Regions from separate parts of the Sus scrofa genome. Here region 1 is linked to region 2. A link is a contact called in public HiChIP or PLAC-seq data. All regions are on one chromosome and are shown on one strand. The core of a region is the stretch at or near the end of the contact, and the rest is flanking DNA. Distances in the headings are between cores, read along the strand shown. Region 1 holds the start of RNF166 (RING finger protein 166). Region 2 holds the start of PIEZO1 (piezo-type mechanosensitive ion channel component 1).

Region 1 (3,806 bases), core at 293-2,792, 62 kb before region 2:
GCGGGGCTGGGTGAGTGTTGAAACCAACTGAAGCCTAGGAAAGGCTTTCTAAAATTAGGCCCCGGGACAGCCCTGCAGTTCCCTCAGGGACGGGCTGAAAGATGCCGAGCAGAGCTTACAACACCCACGAGTGTGTGCTTACAAGAAGGAAGCTCTGCGCAGAGGCCGCCCCGCCAACACCTCACAAACGGCCTGGAGAAGGGACACACAGTGCACCTTCAGGACAAGCCCGCAGGGCTCCCTGGGTGTGAGCAGGTGCCTGTCCTGCCATGCGCATGCTGTGTATGTGTGTGCGTGTCTGCGTGTGCAGGCTTCCCAGCTCCTGACACCATGGATGCCACCTCCCTGGGTGATGAGCAGCACACACTCAGCAGGTCCAGCTCCTTCCAGGTTAGCTGGCTTTGTTTGCAAAATGTGCTAGGGCCTCCTACCAGCCTGGGTGCACTTGGCCCCACCTCTTCAGCAGCTCTGCTGGCAGCCGGGCCCTCCTGCCCCCTCTCCCCACCCTGCTAATTTCACTCAAGAGCTGTATTATTCAGAGCTCAGGAGAGCTGGAGAGCAGGCACTCTGATCTCGGCCCCCTCCCAGCCAGGCTGGCAGCTCCCAGAAGACTGGAGTGCGGTGCTCATCGGGAAGGAGAGCCGCATGCTCAGGTTTCCGTTCCTGAAACCACCGGGTCCTGGCACAGCTGGAAACCTTTAACAAGGTGTGTGGCACCTGGTCTCCTGGGGGCCAGCCTGCATGGCTGGTCAGTGATGGATGAGACCCAAGTTCTCCATCAAAACAAAACAGCATCAGACTCCAAACAAGCCTATGCCCCAACTTTAGGGAACTCCTCTCCTCTGCAGTCAAGACAGGCAGACAGCGGGTCCGAAAAAGAGTTGACAGCAAAAGCTACAAGACATTTATTTACAACTGTCCACCCCGGTCTCCACGGGACCAGATCGAAGGCGACCGGCGCAGAGTTCGCGCCTGCTGCGCTCTGAGTCCCCAGGGAGGCCTGCCGAGGCCGTCAGCGGCCCCCGGGGCACCCGACACCGGGCAGGGCTGCTGGTCGGCCCGGTCTGACAACGGAGGGGTCGGGTCGAGAGCCCAGGGCGGGCGGGCAGGAGGCTGGGCTGAGGCGGATGAACGCGCCCCAAAGGGCAGAAACGGCTCTGCCCCAGGGGCCCCGCGCCCTCCCGCCCCCTAAGTTCTCCGCGCGCCGGGGCTGTGCCAGGGCGGCTGCAGGGCCCTGCCCGCGGCGGTGCCCGACCCCGCGGCCTCCTGAAGGCCGGCGCACTCACGTGTGGCCGCAGCTGCCGATGGCCACGGGCCGGTGGTAGACCTCTAGGCAGATGGGGCAGCTGTACTGCGCTTCCAAACCGCTGTCGCCGCCCGCAGGCCCGCCCGGTGGCTGCCGCTGCTGAGCGGACGCCACCAGGCTGCGGAACATCGCCATCCCGGGGCCGGCCCGCCGCCGCCGCCGCCGCCGCCGCCCCTGTCCCGGCCCTGCCCGGCCCGGCCAGCGCGTCACAGCCGCGACGGCGCCGAGCTGACGTCACAGGGAGCGCCCGTCCCAGACCCTCGCGTCACAGTCGCGCTGGCGTCTCGGTGACGTCATAGAGAACGCCAGCGGCCACCCCGCCCCCCTGGACGTCACAGCCGCGCCCGCGCCGCGGTGACGTAGTCGGAGCGCGCCTCGCCGCTGCGGTTTAAGGAGCGACTTGGCGAAGCCATGTGCGAGGTGGACGAGGACTACGGGGAGCCCTCGCCCGAGGGCCTGCAGCCTTCACGGCCCGGGTAAGAGTTGGGCGGCTTCCCCTCCGGCCGGCGGCGAGCTCTTGCCCCGTGGGCGGACCCGCGCTTTGTGGTCAGTCACGGGGGCTGCGCTCCGGGAATCCCGGCGTCCGCCGAGGGCGGGCCTTGGGCGTCGGGGGGCCTCCGTCGGGGGCCGAATCTCCCACCGCAGCACCGCGGGAGTGCCTGGCGGGCCGGCGCTGAGCACTGCAGGGAGAAGCTCGCTCTGCGCTCTCCCACCTTTAATTCTTGCAGCCAGTAGGGCGGCTTCGCCGCTCCCCTTACTCAGGAAAGTCGGAGCCCCTTTCTCTTCCACCCACTGACTCCACTTCTCCCTTCTGGGCCGCACGGAAGTTGTCTCTCTTCTGCCAGCCCCTGAGAGACTGAGAGGTGGCCGTTAAGAGGCCACTGAACCGGCTTTAGCAGACTAAAATCCCCTTCGGTCCCTGGCCTTTCCTCAGAGTGGTAGTTAGGATAAGACAAAAGCCCTGTTTCCTGGGGTATAACCCCCATTTGATCTCTCGCACGGCAGCTTGGGGTAAGAAGCAGGCTCCCATCTCCCTGATGCCCTTGGGAGGAGGTGTAATTTGCTTTCCTGTTTTTTCTTCCCCTTTCCAAAGCCGTGAGCAGAAGTGTGTGAAGTGCAAGGAAGGCCTGCCTGTCGTGGTGATCCGAGCAGGAGATGCCTTCTGCAGGTGAGCCCTCACTCAGCAGCCAGGGCTGCCCCCGCATCTCTGGCTTAATTTCTCGGCATTGGAAAGCCTTTTGTCCCTTTCCTTTTCGTTCGTACGTTCCGGGACTGGGGAGTGGGGGATGGGTGTGTGTGTAGGTGTTGGTTCCTGATGTGAGTACCGTTCTCCATGGGTCAGGATCTGTTTTCTCCATTATCCAGCCGTGGATCAGGTGGCAGGAAGGTATTGATGGAGCTTATGGGGAGAGTTGGGAATGCAGGTGCTGCGGGGTAGGGGGGAAGCGCCATCCCGGCAGCAGGAACACATCTAGGGCAGATGAGAGCAGCCTGGGATCTTTGGCAGGTGTTCTGGATGATGCTTGCTTTACTTGTGAGACAGGGAGGATGGAAGGAGGGCTCTAGTCTCTTCCTCCAGCTCTGAGGCTTTGGGCAGAGGGGAGCCTTAGTCCCAGAGAGGCCTGAGCGTGTTCTGTTTTATCTGAAGCCCTTTGTGGTCCCTCACATAACCCTGGAATGAAAACCCTCCAGGTGTTTGATCATGTGCCCAAGGACAGGGTCTGTCTCCCGTTTTATTCCTGTTAATTTCTGGTGGTGGTGCATGCTTTGTATAGCAAAGAACGCTTATTGAATGAGTGGCTGACAGTTTTATATTTAAAGTTTTTATTTTATTATAGCAGATTTACCACGTCAAATTCTGCCAAATTCTGCTGTGCAGTTTTATGTACTTTTTTTTCTTACATTGTCCTCTGTTCTGTTCCATCACAAGTGATTGGATATAGTTCTCTATGCTGCACAGCAGGATCTCATTGCGTATCCATCCAAATGCAATAGTTTGCATCTTCTGACCCCAAACTCCCAGTCCCTCCCCCTCCCCCTCCTCCCTGGCAGACACAAGTCTGTCCTCCATGTCCATGGGCTGTTTCTGTTGTGTAGATAGATCATTTGTGCCATATCTTATTTAATTATTTTATTTTTTGGTCTTGTATTTGTTTTTTTTTTTTTTTTTTTTTTTTTTAGGGCTGAACCCCTGGCATATGGAGGTTCCCAGGCTAGGGGTCAATTTGGAGGTGTAGCTGCTGGGCTACACCACAGCCACAGCAACACCAGATCCTTAACCCACCGAGCGAGGCCAGGGATCCAACCTGCTTCCTCCTGGATACTAGTCAGATTTGTTTCCTCTGATCAACAACAGGAACTCCATCATTTGTGCCATATTTTAGACTTAATATGTAGGTGATATCATGTGGTGTCAGTTTTTCTGACTTTTCATTCAGTGTGAGAGTCTCTAGTTCCATCCGTGCTGCTGTAAATGGCATTATTTTGTCCTTTTTGATGG
Region 2 (3,943 bases), core at 254-2,753:
GTTCTGCTCCGGAGGCTCCGGATTAAACAGCTCCAGGCAGGAAGCCCGCCTTCTCCCAGATTGGTCAGGAAGTCCTGATGCAAGTTTGCGCGTTTTCTTTCTCTCTCTCTCTCTCTTTTTTTTTTTTTTTTAACACGAAGAAGAAAAAGAGATTCGCGCCCCCTCGCCAGTGTCCCAGCCCCCCCGCGTAGGGGCCCGACACCCCCTTCCCCACTCCCCCTACCCCGAGAGCCCCGGACGGGGACGCGAGCCGCGCCCTCTCCGGGGGGCGCTCGCCGCCCGCCCCCGTGGGCGCCCGGGTGCCATCTGCCGCCACCCCGCCGCCGCCCTCCCAGCCTGGCGCTCGGACGCGGCCCCGGCCTCCCCGGCGCTCTCATGCTTCTGGAATGCGGGCGCCAGGGCTGCGCGTCCCGGGGAATCTCCGCGCCCGCCCGCGCACAGTCCTCGCCCGGACCAGCCTCGCCGAGCGGCGGCCCGGACGTCAAGCCGGGCGCCGGAACGAACGCGCAGACCCGGTCGCAGCCCAGAGCCCGCCGCGCCCGCCCCCACTCACCGGCCAGGAGCGCGAAGGGCAGCAGCAGCCAGTAGAGGACCGCGCAGAGCACGTGCGGCTCCATGCCCGAGGGGCCCGCGGGGCCGGTCCGGGACTGCGCGGCCGCCGCCGCGGCGCTAAGGGGCGGCGTGGGGGACCCGGGGCCGGCGCGCCATGGCGCACAGGGCGGGTCGCCGCACGTGCCGCGCGCCGCGGCCAGGACCCCGGCTGGTCGGCGGGGACCGGGCGCCTCCGCGCCGCCGCCGCCGCCTCTTGCTCGGGCCGGGGCCCGCCGCGCCCCACCGGAGCCGACGGCCCGGGTCTGCGCTCGCTCGGGTGTCAGCCCTGCCCCGTGGCGGAGTGCGCGGCGCTCGCAGGCTGAGCAGGGCCGGACGCGGCTCGGCGGCTCCCTCCTCCCTCGGCCCGCCCGCGGGCTTTTATAAGCTCGGCCCCCGCCCTCCCAGCGTGCCCGCCCCCGCGCCTCCCCGACGGCCCGGCGCGCCCGGGCACCCGCTCTACTGCTCCACGCGGCACGCACGCCCAGCCGGCCCTCCCGGCCGGGGCCGGGCAGCGGGCAGCTCGGACCCCCGTGCGACGCACGCCCCGAGAAGACCCTCACCTTCACCAGCCTTGGCGCTGCCGCTCGGCGCCGCGTGGGGACGGGCAGGGGCCGCTTCTCCCTCGGCGGGGCCGGCTGGAGCGGCCAAGGAAGGCTCCCTGGCGCGGGGCGTCCCTGCGCAGCGTCCCACGCGCAACGACGTCCCGCGGGGCCAGAGCGGCTGAGGCTTTGCGCCCGCGGATGTGGGCCCGCAGCGCCCCCTGGGGACCGAGGGCTGGCTCGGAGGCTCCTCCGGTAGGGCCAGGGCGGCCGCCAGGCTGGGGGTCAGGGGCGAGGCCCGGTGAGGTCCGACCGGGACTGCTTGCACCCGCGCGTGCCACCACCAGCCCTGCCCCATGACTGCGCCGTAGGAGGGCAGCGAGAGCTGCCCTTGGGAGGACAGGCCGGGGTCTGAGCCTAGGATGTCCTGGGCGCTTCACCCTGGCCACCCGGGTTTGGCTTTTTGCGCCCTTGAGTTGGGCTGGGAAAGGAGAAGTCGCTGCACAGGGTGAGAGGCAGAGCCCACCTGGGGCTGGGGCGGCTGGACTCAGGACCCAGGCTGGCGAGGGCCCTGAGGACCCAGAGAGCCTCAGCCCTGCCAGACTCCAACACAGGCCCAGGGCCTCCCATTCCTCAAAAGCCAGAAGTGCAGCTCAGCCAGGGTCCCAGGGCCCACCTGTAAAATACAGCCTTTCCCAGCCTCTAGAGATGGCTGGGACCACCCTGAAGGTCAGGCCGGAACCTGGCCACCGGGGGCTGTCCCTTGGCAGCGATTGTGGCCAGGGTCTTGGAGCTGCACCACGGTCAACAGAGCCGAGAGAAGGATACCCACAGTGGCTCCCCCGGCTGATGACCTTCTGCCCAGGAGGCCAGACCCCTTTCTGTGCCTCGGGGGCATCTCTGAGATGGGGTGGTGGCCCTGCTGCAGAAAGGTGACTTTTTAATTTGCTTTTTAGGGCCACACCTGTGGCAGTATAGAAGTTCTCAGCCGGGGGTCCAATCGGAGCTGCAGCTGCCAGCCTATGCCACAGCCATGGCCACGTCAGACCCAAGCCGCGTCTTTGACCTACATGACAGCTCAGGGCAACACTGGATCCCTAACTCACTGAGTGGAAATGGGGCTCGAACTCGGATCCTCATGGATACTATTCAGGTTCTAAACCCGCTGAGCCACGATGAGAACTCCCCCTCAGTCATTCTTAACTGGGCTGTGGGCTGGAGCGGGGGGCTCTCCCAAAGAAATGGGCAGAACAGACCTCAAGGTTAGGGCTCCCCTGTCCTCTGCCTGGCCTGCCCTAGGGGTGATCGGGGGCAGCCGGAGGGCCCTTCCTGGGACACTGATGTCCACCTGCGCGGGACCTCACCTGCATGAAAGGTTTATTTTTATTTTTTATTACTCAATGAATTTTATTACATTTACAGTTGTACAAGAATCGTCACAACCAAATTTTATAGCACTTCCATCCCAAAACCTCAGTGCATTCCCCCACCCCCCCGACCTGTCTCATTTGGAAACCATAGTTTTTCAAAGTCTGTGAGTCACTATCTGTTCTGCAAAGTTCACTGTGGCCTTTTTTTTTTTTTTGGAGTCCACATGTCAGGGATAGCCTTTGGCGTTGTCTGACTGACCTCACTTAGCATGATAATTTTATGTAAATTGGTGCAACCACTGTGGAAAACAGTATGGAGATTGCTTAGAAAACTAAAAATAGAATTACCATTTGATCCTGCAATCCCACTCCTGGGCATCTATCCCGAAAAAACCATGACTCAAAAAGATAAATGTTCTCCAGTGTTCATTGCAGCCCTATATACAATAGCCAAGACATGGAAACAACCTAAATGTCCATCAATAGACAGAGGAGTGGATAAAGAAGATGTGGTACAAATACACAATGGAATATTACTCAGCCATCAAAAGGAAAGAAAGAACGGCACTTGCATGAAGCTGTAAATGCAAAAACAGCAAAAAGCTTAAAAACCACTCCCTTAAGCCAAGTCCTTCTAAGGCTTAGGATACAAGGTTTTAGACTCTGTCCCAAGAGCAAAGTCTGAGGGGGAACTGGAGGACTCAGAATGAGGCTGCAGGGAGGACAGCCCTGGGGGTCAGGCCCCCACCCCCAGCTCACAGCACTTCCCACCCTCCCACCTGGCTCCAGAACAAAGAGAGAACTCACCTGGCAGGTGTGCTTGCAAAGGAGCAGCCTGTGGGGTCTACAGTTGTGAGCAATGAAAGACTGGAAAGAAACTAACCATTCTGGCCAATTTAGGAGCCATTAAATAAATCACAGTGTATCCTGCAGTAGAACCTTCAAGAGAGTTAGAGACCAAGCAAGTCTCTCTGTAGCAACATGGAAGAACCTCTAAGACACAGTGTTACCACTGAGCCAGGCCTGTGTGGACCCGGGTCTCCCCGTGCACAAGCCCCCACCAGGCCAGGAGGGGCGTGGCTGCACCTCGGGATGGAGACAGACAGGATGGCTGCTCGGGTGCCCTCTGCGTTTGGATTTTTTGCCATGTATGTGCATCGCTTAGTCACAAAACACATTTTATTTATTTAATGTGTAGTTTTTGCTGCTGCACCTGTAGCACGTGTAAGTTCCCGGGCTAGGGATGGAATCCGAGCTGCCGTCGAGGACTACGCCACAGCAACACAACTTGCTTAAGCTGCCGAGCCATAACGGAAACTCCCGAAATAAATTTTATTTTTTGTCTTTTAGGGCCGCACCCACAGCATAAGGGAAGTTCCCAGGCTAGGGGTCGAAGGAGAGGGGTAGCTGCTGGCCTCCACCACAGCCACAGCAACGCCAGAT

The links. HiChIP or PLAC-seq counts read pairs in DNA pulled down with a chosen protein or histone mark.
Region 1: an H3K27ac HiChIP or PLAC-seq map of alveolar macrophages shows a contact between it and region 2. The contact joins the promoter of RNF166 here to the promoter of PIEZO1 in region 2. A contact is called at or near these places in 10 of 47 Hi-C or Micro-C datasets (alveolar macrophages, blood, fetal skeletal muscle and 4 more) and 2 of 2 datasets of contacts at active chromatin or transcription factors (alveolar macrophages and skeletal muscle).

What each region holds. Positions count from the first base shown.
Region 1 is chr6:974,693-978,498 of Sscrofa11.1, reverse strand. RNF166 (RING finger protein 166) reads right to left here and starts at 1,542. Exons shown (of 6, transcript XM_021093662.1): 1 at 1,287-1,542. The coding sequence starts at 1,441. It overlaps CTU2 (cytoplasmic tRNA 2-thiolation protein 2), which reads left to right and starts at 1,618. Exons shown (of 16, transcript XM_021093659.1): 1 at 1,618-1,782; 2 at 2,400-2,474. The coding sequence starts at 1,718.
Region 2 is chr6:912,040-915,982 of Sscrofa11.1, reverse strand. PIEZO1 (piezo-type mechanosensitive ion channel component 1) reads right to left here and starts at 1,503. Exons shown (of 50, transcript XM_021093655.1): 1 at 1,152-1,503. The coding sequence starts at 1,488.